2 separate regions of the Sus scrofa genome follow, and region 2 is linked to region 1. The links are chromatin contacts, called in public Hi-C maps. All regions are on one chromosome and are shown on one strand. Each heading gives the region's core, a stretch centred on a gene start, on an enhancer-like site or on the middle of the called end of the contact. The rest is flanking DNA. Distances are from core to core; before and after follow the strand shown.

Region 1 (5,832 bases), core at 1,995-4,494:
TGTCAGGCACTAGGTACTAGATATAAAGTTTAAAAAACGAAACATTCCACGGGTATGATAAGAAACGTAAAATGTACATTTCAAAAGGACATACACCAGTATATTTACATTTGAAAAGATGCCCAACAAAATTATTTCTTAAAAAAGACACAAATAAAAATAAAATCTTTTCAACCAGATTAGCAAAGTTTTTTTTTAAGTTACTGATATCCAGTATACGTAAAGGTATAGGTAAAAGCACATCTTAATAGATTTTTGGTAAAAAGTGTTCAATGATATCTTGGTTTTGTCAACATTTTTCAATTTAAGGAAATATGCAGGTATTGAACAAATAAGAGTTCATGCAATGCTGAAAATGAAAGTTAGAAAATAACCTAAAAATCCATTAATAAAGGTTGGTTAAGGAATATAAACATCCATATTAAAGTATTACAATGAACACAAAATTGAAGAGAATATATATGCATTGGTAGGAAGCTTCCGTGATCAAGTATTTAGTTAAAAAACAAAAGGACTGCATCCTTTAAATTTATTCTATTTTATAAAAAAGTAGAATTAGGAACTATGCATATAAACATCTGGAAGGAATAAAAGCTGTAATTGTTCTTTCTCTTTCAACAGAATTATTAGACCCCTCCTATACTTCCCTTTTAAATTGTTCTAATAAATATGTCACTTATGGCGCAGAGGAAACGAATCTGACTAGGAACCATGAGGTTTGGTTCTATCCCTGCCTCCAATAGTGGGTTAAGGATCTGGCATTGCCGTGAGCTGTGGTGTAGGTCACAGACGAGGCTCAGACCCTGCATTGTTGTGGCTGTGGTGTAAGCCAGCAGCTGTAGCTCTGATTTGACCCCTAGCCTGGGAACCTCCATATGCTGTGTGTGCAGCCCTAAAAAGCAAAAAAAAAAAAAAAATTCTCTTTATAACTGGGACATAAAGTGTTCAATTTTAAGGAAAAAAAACCCTCAGAATGTATATCAAATTTAAAAACAAGTTTAAACCAAGTCTACTCTTTGAATTTTACTTAAGTTCCTGTGTGATCAGGAATCTTGGATCAATTTAAAACATACCATATCTTGAACAAGGTCCTATTTACACAGGTGGATATATTTATCAAAACTTGTCAAAAGGAGTTCCCATTGTGCCACAGCAGAAATGAATCCAACTAGGAACCGTGAGATGGCAGGTTCAATAGCTGGCCTCACTCAGTGGGTAAGGATCTGTGAGCTGTGATTTAGGAAGCAGATGCGGCTCAGATCCCGTGTTGCAGTGGCTCTGGTGTAGGCCAGAGGCTACAGCTCCAATTGGACCCCTAGCCTAGGAACCTCCATATGCCACGGGTGCAACTCTGAAAAGACAAAAAGATTTAAAAAAAAAAATTGTCAAAGTATAGGCTTAAAATCCGCGCATTTTATTGTCTGTAAATTATAACCCAAATGTATAAAGTGAGTATAAATTCACTAAAGTGAGTCAAGGTTGAACCTAAGACTGGAGTCCCCCATGCATACTGTTTCACTTTCTCTTGCCTTCTGCAAACAACTCGGAAAATCTATTCTTAAAGGGAGAGCAGCTTGGACCTTAGGGTAGATAATACATAAGTTCAAACATCCAGGGAAATTGAAGCAAATTCTTTCAAACCAAATAGTTTTAGGCATCTCCTGATAGAAGTCAAGCTTCTTCTGAATCTGGACCGAACAGTTTTTCCAACTCTTTACCACTAGAATTCCTCCCTGGGAGCCCTCAATTTACAGGGGATATCCAAAGACAGATGTCTCTGGTTCCTTGCTATCTGTTGCAATCAGAAGTCCTAGAGGGCAGGGAGAGACGACTCTGGGTTTGGAGCCGAAGCAGTTTCCAGGAAAAAACCAATCAATTTGGTTCTCTGACGTGAGGATTCTGCATGTAACCTTCTTCTTAACAGTGTGTATCCTGACCTTCTAAACTACTGATGCTCCAGTTCCTATTACTGAGCTCCAGGCCGGTTTTCTATAACCAGATGGGCGATTCTGAACAGGTCACTTGTCTGGGCTTCTCTCTTCACTTGTCAATTGAATGAGTGAGACGGTACCCAGGTGACCTGCTGTGAGACCCACGCCTTCACCTGCTTGGGCCCAAAAGGCACCCTTGGTTCCTATGCAGGACTTCCCTGTCCCCATGTAACATCTGTCCCAGGCTTTCTCCACCTTCCCCAACCCTGGAGACCTGGCTAGAGCTCAGGTTATGGATTTGATTTTCAAGCTCCTCTCTGCCTTAATAATGGAGCTAGAGGTAAGAGAAGGCAGGCGTGAAGCATAGACAATGAGGTCTTTTTTGTTCTGGCTAAGCCCACTCCCTGGAGTCGCTTCCACTCCAAACTTGGTGTTGCTTCTGAAATGCCTGACCATCTATCTATGGAGGGTGGGGGCGGCACCCAGGCTCTGCTCTGTTCCCTGTGCACACCTGTGCGCCCTTCAGGGAGAATGAAGCTGATAGCAAGTGTAGACCCTGCCTCGCCACCCGCCCCCCTCTGGAAGCGTGGCTCACCACACGCAGTGCAGGTAGGGGAAGTGGAAGGCAGATAGCAGCTCACAGAAGGCCCGGTCACTGATCCAGCAGAAGAGGGCCAGGGTCCACCAGAGGCCCGAGAAGAGGCCCAGCTTAAAAACACGCACGTTGTCGCACCTGCCGGGGGAGGCAGAGAACAGCCCCCATCAGTTCTGGTTTCCTCTGACCTCACTGGCCGCATCCTCTCTGCTTCTTCCCACCTCCCCAGCCCCTGGCACTGGCTGTTCCCACCCCAACACACAAGCTCGTGGATGTGAATACCGTGTGTATCGCAGTGGCTCACAAAGCCACACTCCTCACCTAGGCTCTCCCCACCTCCAGACTAACACAGCCCTTGTCACATCTTGACTCGTCCACCTGATGTCCAATGTTGATCCAAACTTGCCCACATTGAACTCCTAACCCTTCCTTCTGCCCAGAACCTGTTCTTCCCCAGCCCTCATAGGAAGAGGCCACCTCATACTTTTAGGCGCTCAGGCTAAGAATCCTGGACTCATGTACCTCACATCCAACCCATCAATTCTTCAATATATCTCCAAAATCCAACCTCTTCCCATCACCTCCACCTGTCCAAGCCAGCATCATCTCCTGCCTGCCTGTCTGGCCCTGCCCCGGTCACCTCTCAACACTGCCCCAAAGCCTCCCACAACTTCCCATGTCCCAGAGGGAAAGCCAAAGTGCTCACAGCCGCCACAAGGCCCTAACGTGCTGGCTTCTCCTCTGCCCTCCACCCCACTCCTCCATACTCTGGCCCTCACTGCCCCTATACATCAAAGCACCCCACACCTCGCTGGGAACTTAGCCATTCCTCAAAACCCCCCAGTACATTCCTCCAGGCCCTAGCATTTGCTGTTCCTGCCACCTGGAATGCTGTTCCCACATGTCCACGTGGCTTCCCTCCTCCAAGTCTTGGCTCAAATGTTACTCAGTGAGCCCTTTGCTGACCATTGTTTCTAACAATCACAGCACGTGTCCACACCCGCTAAGAAACCCTCTTTGTCACCTTCTTCCCTTCTCTAGTTTTCTCTGTAGCAATTACAGCCCCTCCACCATCCTCCATGTTTTACTTATATATTCATGGCCTGTCTTCCCCACCAGCAGAGAAGCTGCTCCCTGCTGCATCTCCAGTCCCTGGAATGGTGCCAGGATAACAGAATATTCCTGAGTGACGGCATGAGCTCTTACACTGGGACAAAATGTTTTCTGGAACAAAGCCCAACAGCTCAAAGGAAATTTCAACTGCCGTTTTCTCTCTCATTACCAAACTGCTCACAAAGTGCGTGACTTCTATTCCTAGGAGGAAATGCCCAGAGGCAGTTGGTGTCTGAGGGTCCTTCTAAAGCCTCCCTTGGGGTGTCTTTACCACCCCTCATCAGTCAAGCCTGCTCACTCTCAGTCAGTGGCCAACATAACATCTGCTCCCAAGAAGGGTCATGTTTAGTCATATGTGTTGAAGAGATAAACGGTGCCAAATGTCTGACTTGCTGGTACCTTTCCTAGCTGCCTGACAGAAACATCAGCAAAAGCATTGATGAAAACAGGATGGACAGCAGGCTCAAAAAGACCTCAGAAAAGAAACTGAAAGACCCTGTGAAGGGAAGGGCTAAATGCACCCCTGAATATTTTTTGAAAGAAATAATAGAGACCCAGAATATATATAGTGACTACTTTCCAGTTTAGAGAAGAAAACAAAAAGATGAACAATTTCCACTTTCCCCTCTGTCTTCAGCATTGCTTTACTCTGAATGGCTCACCTTCGGACCCTATTCCCCTCTCCCAGAGCCCTGTCTCCTCACTCCACCCATCTTTCTCTGCCTCTGTGGGTCTGGGGGCATTTTCTACAGCAGATTTTCTAAGACAGCCCCCAGCACCATCTAACCTCCCATCATTCCCTCCTGGTGCCCTGCTATTTTCCTTCAAAATGCTCATCACAAACTAATTGTGCATCTGTCTGTGTAATTATTTGTTCAGTATCTAGTATCCAACTAAACTGTGAGACCCACGGGAGCAGGGACTATACCTACTCTTTTACCAATGTATATCTAGTGTCTAACAACAGTGCCTGGTCCAGAAATGGGCACTATTTAAAAAAAAAAAAAAAAAAAACTTGCTGAAAGAATAGACAAAATAAGAAATAAGGAAAGAAAGGATGATTTTAATTGCAAACTAGTGACCCGAGCAGAACGTTAAAAGAAAAAAACAGTAACCATTACTGACTGGGTACCAAATTTTCAGAATCCATACTAGGCACAGTGAAAGGCAAAATAAGCAGGTCTCTGGCCCTGCCATTTTACAAGGTAACATGAAAACTGACAAAAACAAGTATCAACAAATGCATAGACCATGAGCCTGGTATAAGAGGAGCTATGCACACTCATTTTGTGGCTTCGGGGCCACACCAGCCCAGACAGCTGCAGGTGCGGTGCACATGTCAAAGAGAGGCGGGATGTCAGACAGCTGGTCACAGAGGGGATGGCACATAGAGTTGGGACAGTCAGGCAGGCAGGCAGCTAGATACACAGTGGAGGAGTAAAAGGAAGGGGACTGGGTTGGAGACAGGAGTCTGGGAGCCGTCCGCCTATGTATCGGAATTAAAGCCAGGAAGGAGGTGGGACCTTTAGTGGGGAGTAAAGAGGGAACAAGCAGAGAGGTGAGAGTCCCTGTGGGCAATTTAATGGCTTTCCCAAAGCGCTCCCAGATCTGTTAGTGTTCTGAAATGGGTCTCTTGCTTCCTCAGTCCTTGAAGGCTACTCAAAGCCAATAGGACAAGAGAGTCTTTCCACTGCCAGCCAGCAAGTTTAAATACCTCTTCAACCACCCTTGACCCTGCCTGGTATTGCTGACAAGCAAAAAAAAAAAAAAAAAAAAAAAAAAAACCCAGAGCAAAGCAATGGAAGGAAATACATAACACAACTCCACTCAAAACAAAGACCGAGAGAAAGCTGATAACACATTACACAGAGAAACTCCCACAAAGGGAGATAAATTTAAGACTTCACTTAAAACCATCCATATGTCCAAGACAATGAGTCATGAATTAAAATGGATTTCTAAAAGTGGAGACAGAGAAAAAGAAGCATTTTCAAAGAGGATTACAATAAGGGCAGTGGTTAGAGGTATATTAGTTGGGGGGCAGTCATAAACATACAAGGGCTAAACTAAAATGTTTCTAGATGTCAATCTGACCTCTGCACACACAGGTTCCCAAAAGAAAAGGCTTACGCAAATAGCAAAGGCTTGGAGCTCCCACTGTGGTGCAACAGGATGGCCTCTTCAGAGCACTGG
Region 2 (5,832 bases), core at 1,015-3,514, 380 kb after region 1:
AAATATTTTGCCAAGTTTCACATCCAGTAATTTGGGAAAGAGGAGGAAGAATGGCCCAGAAGGTGGTACTGACAGTGAACAGTACTGAGCATGTGGCAGGCACCATTCTAAATGCTGTCCCTGTTTTAATTTAGTCTTAATGAAGCAATGCTTTTCTTATCCCTATTTTACAAAATGAGGAAAGAAACATAGTAAAATTAAGTACCTTCTCAGTTCATCAAGCTAGTAAGAGAAGGGACTAGAATACTAACTCAGCTCAGGTGGTCTAGCTCCAGAGTCCCTTTATTAATCACACTTGTACAGTCAATATTAAACATTGCTAAGGCAATGGGAGCCAAGATCACAAAATTAAGTTAACTTGTTAGGCAATACTTGTGGGCAGTCAGAATCTAGAGATTTAGTATTAACCATGTTCAAATTATTTCAAATAAGACCATATTTTAAATTGCTAACAAGCAAATGTTTATTCATGATTGAAGCCAAGTAGAATTTATAAATGCATTTTAATACCTTGCTGATAAAATAACATTCCATCTTTGCAATCAAGGAATACAGGAAGGTAATGTAAAGGCTTTGATGTGTATATCTTTATAACCAGGTAATCAGAGCACACACACACACCACCTACTTTACTGTTTACCATACCAACTTTTCAGAAAGGCCATCTTGAAAGCTCTACTGGATAGCTGAGTAAATAGCGTCCAAGGCTTAAAGATTGGGGAGCAGGGAAGAAAGAGAAGGAAGGAGTAAGCAGCACACATTTCAAAGCCCACTTTTAAGCACACAACATTATGAATATTAAAAAGAAAAGGATGCGGGTGGGGGTGGGGGGAGAAAGGCAATTCAGCATTTTCAGAAAGCGTATTTTGGCAGTATTCAACGCATAAGGAGGCTGTGCTTGGGGCCGTCCACTCTCTCCAGCTTCTCAAAGTGTTTCCTGGCATTGCGAATGTTGATCAGTGTAGCTGCAGAAGGGATCGAGGGATCAGACATAACCACCATCACGTAGGTGTTTGATGTGAAGATGTCGATGAAAGCAGCGAAGTTAGAATTCCTAACCTCCATGCTCTGGAAGGAAGCGGCCAATTTACTGCAGCTCAGCTTGAACTGCTTAATAATATTGCTGATCTTCTCGAACCGATGGACATCGCGCTGCTCTTTGCACTGGTAATGGGAAATGACCAAGAAGGTTGCTCTCTCGAACAGCAGAACTTCATCGGCCTCAATAATTTGGGCAAAATTCCTGAGGTTCATCTCCAGCTGCTGAACATTGGGAATCAGCTGATAGACGATGCTAGACCAGGCTTTGTAGAGCGTTTCATCCCAGATGGATGTTCGGAAACAGGCGCACTCGAGAGGGCGAGACAAACGCCTCAGGTCTTCCTCTCGCTCTTTAAAAATCAGGTCACGCTGATCTTCCTGAACCAGATCCATTTTGTGCACCAGGCAGAAGATTTTAGCATCAGGAGAGTTCTGGAGGATGGCCTCCAGACAGGACTGGTAATAATGCATGTCCTTTTCCAGTTCGCGGCTCTCCACGTCGAACACGTAAATCAGGACCTCGACATTACGGAAAATGTTGTCTCGCTGGCTGGTGAAATAATTTTCCATGAAGGTGTCCTGACCGCCACAGTCCCACAGGTTCAGCACCAGGTTGCCCAGAAATCGTACGTGGGAGTGCTCCACATCAATGGTGGCACCGAGGCGCCGGGTGTCGCGAGCGATATAATTTGCAAAGATAATCGACCTCATGCTGGTCTTCCCCGACCCGCTCTTCCCCATCAACAGCACCTTTTTCTTCATGGCTGTATTTGGCATCACCCGCCGGAGCTGCCGCGGACTGGGCCTCAGGGCGCGGCCTAACTGCAGCGCGGAGGGAGGGAAGGGGCCGGAGTCGCGGGGGCTCGCTGACTGGGCCCGCCGCTGTGCAGTCGGGGAAGCCGAAGGTGCGAGCTCGGGGCTGGAAAGGCCGCCACGAGTGAGTTCTTGCTCAGAGGAGAGCGCCGGTGGGGGGCGGACAGCTGCAGCAGCTCCGGAAAAACGCTGGCCTTCCGGAGAGAGTCTCTGCGTCTCCGCTGCCACCCACTTCCGGGGGCGATCTCGCGAGAACCCGCGCTCTCGGCCGTCGCTGCCCAACGAGCTTCGATAAACTGCTCTTTTACTGACACTCTGCAGGGCCCATCCGAAAGAGAAAATGGGGGGAGAACCCAGGACTCTGGCGTTCTGTTCTCCTAATAAACTGAGGTTACGATTGCAAGGTGTACGTATGTGGGCGGTTGGACCAATGCTGCCATCTCGTGGCTGAAACCCCCAACACACCGCTACCTTCCTTAAGACCGCGCTGTGGTTTGAGGTGGTTTTAGGCGCGGGCCGCAGACGGGTGAAGCAAAGGAAGATTTAATTTGTCAGCCCAGTTAGACCTCCCCAGATTCCCTGGTTTACTGAATGGGGCAGGACTTATGAAAACTATAGAGATGTGCAAAAGTAAGTGATTGCTCAGTGCTACACAGCTGAATGGTCGTAAATCCCTACTGGGAGATATCCTGACTCCCAGCTAGTGCTTTTTCCATTTGGAAGCAAGTTCCTTTCTTACACCTGCTTTCCCGGTAATCTCAGACTTTGGAATTTAGATCAGAATTTCAGCTCGAGGAAACTATAATATGGAACCCGTACATTACTTAATTTTCACAATAACCCTGTGAATAAATAATCCTATTTTCAAATAAGTCAGTCGAAGCTTATAGGGGTTAATACAGGTCTATTAAATGCTGAAATGCAGTTTATTTTTTAAAATACAAATTGTATATATTGAAGGTGAACAACATAATTTGATACACACAATAAAATGATTAAGGTCAAGCTAGCATATCTTGTATAGTTACGTTTTTTGTCCGTGTATATGGTGAAAGCACCTGAAATCTATTCCCTTAGTAAACCTCCAGTATTCAGTAGTTTTGACTATAGTCATCGTGCTGTAGGTTTGATCTCTAAACTTATCCTACATAACTGCAACTTTGTACCCTTTGACCAATGCCTTCCCATTACCTCTGCTTCTTCCTAGGAACAACCATCCTTCTCTCTGCTACTATGAATTTTGACTTTTTAAGATTCTACATGTAAATGATATAATGTAAGGTTTTTTCTTTTTATGTCTGACTTATTTCACTCAGTCTGATGACTTCCGGTTTTATCCTTTTTGTTGCCAGTAGTAGGATCTCCTTTCTGAAGTGAATAATATTTTGTTCTTTTTTTTTTTTGTCTCTCTAGGACAGCACCCCTGGACATAGAGAAGTTCTCAGGCCAGGGGTGGAATCTCTAGCCGCCGGCCTGCACCACAACCACAGCAACTCCAGATCCAAGCCACATCTGCGACCTACACCACAGCTCACAGCAACACCAGGTCCTTAACCCACTGAGTGAGGCCAGGGATCATACCTGAATCCCCATGGATATTAGTCGGGTTTGTTACTGCTGAGACATGATGGAACGCCCACCATTTCTTTTTTTAAGTTAAAGTTTTGATTTTATGTTTATCTTTTATTATAAAAACTCATTATAGAGTTTTATTTTTTTCCACTATAGCTGGTTTACAGTGTTCTGTCAATTTTCTCCTGCATAGCAAGGTGACCCAGTCACACATACATGTATACATTCTTTTTTCTTACATTACCATGCTCCATTACAAGTGACCAGACACAGTTCCCAGTGCTATACAGCGGGATCCCATTGCTTATCCATTCCAAAGGCAGTAGTTTGCATCTATTAAACCCAAATTCCCAGTCCATCCCACTCCCTCCCCCTCCCTCTTGGCAACCAGAAGTTTGTTCTTCTTGTCCATGGTTTTCTTTTCTGTGGAAAGATTCATTTGTGCCATATATTAGATTCCAGATATAAGTGATATCATATGGTATTTGTCTTTCTTTTTCTGACTTACTTCACTCAGTATGAGTCTCTAGTTCCATCCATGTTGCTGCAAATAGCATTATTTTTTTCTTTTTTTTTAATGTCTGAATAGTACTCCATTGTGTATATATACCACATCTTCTTAATCCAATCCTCTGTCAATGGACATTTAGGTTGTTTCCATGCCTTGGCTATTGTGAATAGTGCTGCAATGAACATGTGGGTGCAAGTGTCTTTTTCAAGGGAAGTTTTGTCCGAGTATATGTCCAAGAGTGGGGTTGCTGAGTCATATGATAGTTCTATGTATAGTTTTCTAAGGTACCTCCATACTGTTCTCCATAGTGGCTGTACCAGCTTACATTCCCATCGACAGTGCAGGAAGGTTCCCTTTTCTCCACACCCTCTCCAGCATTTGTTATCTGTGGCCCTTCTGACTGGTGTGAGTGACTTTATGTTTAAAAGTTAACACATCTTGAGTTTTCTGAGCCAACAAGCATGTTCTCTAACACCATATTCTACAAGTGGATATTGAAATAAATTTTAGCTAAAATATATCAACAGAAGAATTCCTACTATTCCTTAAATACATTTTTGGTTTTTAACATTCAGTTAATTTAAATTCTTCTAGTACTTACATTGAATTATGGTGGTTTTTTCCCCCCTTTTCCCCAGCAGTTACTGAAATATACTTGACATATAATATTGTACTACTTTTAGTTGTACACATAGCGATTTCATATTTGTATACATAGCCAAATTATTACCATAATAAATTTAGTTAACACTCATACCCTCACATAGTTAATAATTCTTTTTCTTGTGATAATAACTTTTAAGATCTACTCTCCTAGCTAATTACAAATATACAACATTGTTAACCATACTCACCATGCTATACATTACATCCCTAGAATTTATCTTATGACTGGAAGTTTGTACCTTTTGCTTACCTTCACCCATTTTGCCTCTCACCCCCAAACCCCACCTCTGGCAACTACCAATACGTATCTATGAGTTTGGGTTTTCATTTTTGTTTTTTTTGTTTTTTGTCTTTTTAGGGCCGAATCTGTGGTATATGCAGCTTCCCAGGCTATGAGTTGAGTTGAAGCTGTAGCTGCCAGCCGAGCAGTGTCTGCCATCTATACCACAGCTTACTGAGCCACAATGGGAACTCCAAGTTTGGGGTTTTGTTTTTTTTAAGATTCCATGTATAGATGAGATCATACAGGGTTTGTCTTTCTCTTTCTGACTTATTTCACATAATGCCTTCAGGGTCCATCTGTCATTGCAAATGGCAGGATTTCTTTTATTTAGAAATAATTTTATTGAAATATAGTTGTTTCACAACATTGTTCCTTCATTTTTATGGCTGAATTTCCTCTGATATATATTGATATACTGATGTCATATTTTCTTTATCCGTTCATCCATCAATGGACATTTGGGTTGATTCCATATGTTGGCTGTTGTAAATCATCCTGCAATGAACATGAAGGTGCAGATAGGTATCTTTTTGAGATAGTGGTTTTTCTTTCTTTTGAATATATACATAGAAGTAGGATTGCCGGATTATATGGCAGTTTTCAATTTTTTGATGAACCTCCATACTGTTCTCCATAGTGGCTATGCCAGTTTACATTCCCACCTACAGTGAACAAGGGTTCCTTTTTCTCCACATCCCCACCAACTTTTGTTATTTCTGGGTTTTTTTTGATGATAGGCATTGTAAGGTGATATCTCAGTGTGTGTGTGTGTGTGTGTGTGTGTGTGTGTGTGTGTGTGTGTTTGGCCATGCCTAAGGCATGTGGAGATTCTCTGGGTCAGGAATTGAACCCATGCCAAAGCAGTGACCTGAGCCATAGCCATGACAGTGCTCCATCCTTAACCACCAGGCTACCAGGGAACTCCCCCACCTATATTTTTTCTTCT

What was found. A called contact is a pair of places that touch in the nucleus more often than the background predicts.
Region 2: a Hi-C map of skeletal muscle shows a contact between it and region 1, with 3 times the contacts expected there. The contact joins the promoter of RRAGA here to the enhancer-like site in region 1. A contact is called at or near these places in 1 of 5 promoter capture datasets (liver) and 8 of 47 Hi-C or Micro-C datasets (alveolar macrophages, embryonic fibroblasts, fetal heart ventricle and 3 more).

What each region holds. Positions count from the first base shown.
Region 1 is chr1:203,390,112-203,395,943 of Sscrofa11.1, forward strand. It overlaps ACER2 (alkaline ceramidase 2), which reads right to left. Exons shown (of 7, transcript XM_001926911.5): 5 at 2,527-2,664. Among named protein-coding and RNA genes, the nearest start is that of ACER2, 22 kb to the right of the region's middle. Within about 2 kb of position 3,245, at least 8 of the 83 cell types and tissues checked have an H3K27ac peak or open chromatin away from gene starts, as enhancers often do. A contact at or near this core is called in skeletal muscle, where this site is marked.
Region 2 is chr1:203,772,316-203,778,147 of Sscrofa11.1, forward strand. RRAGA (ras-related GTP-binding protein A) reads right to left here and starts at 2,265. Exons shown (of 1, transcript XM_005660087.3): 1 at 1-2,265. The coding sequence starts at 1,818. The coding sequence ends at 877.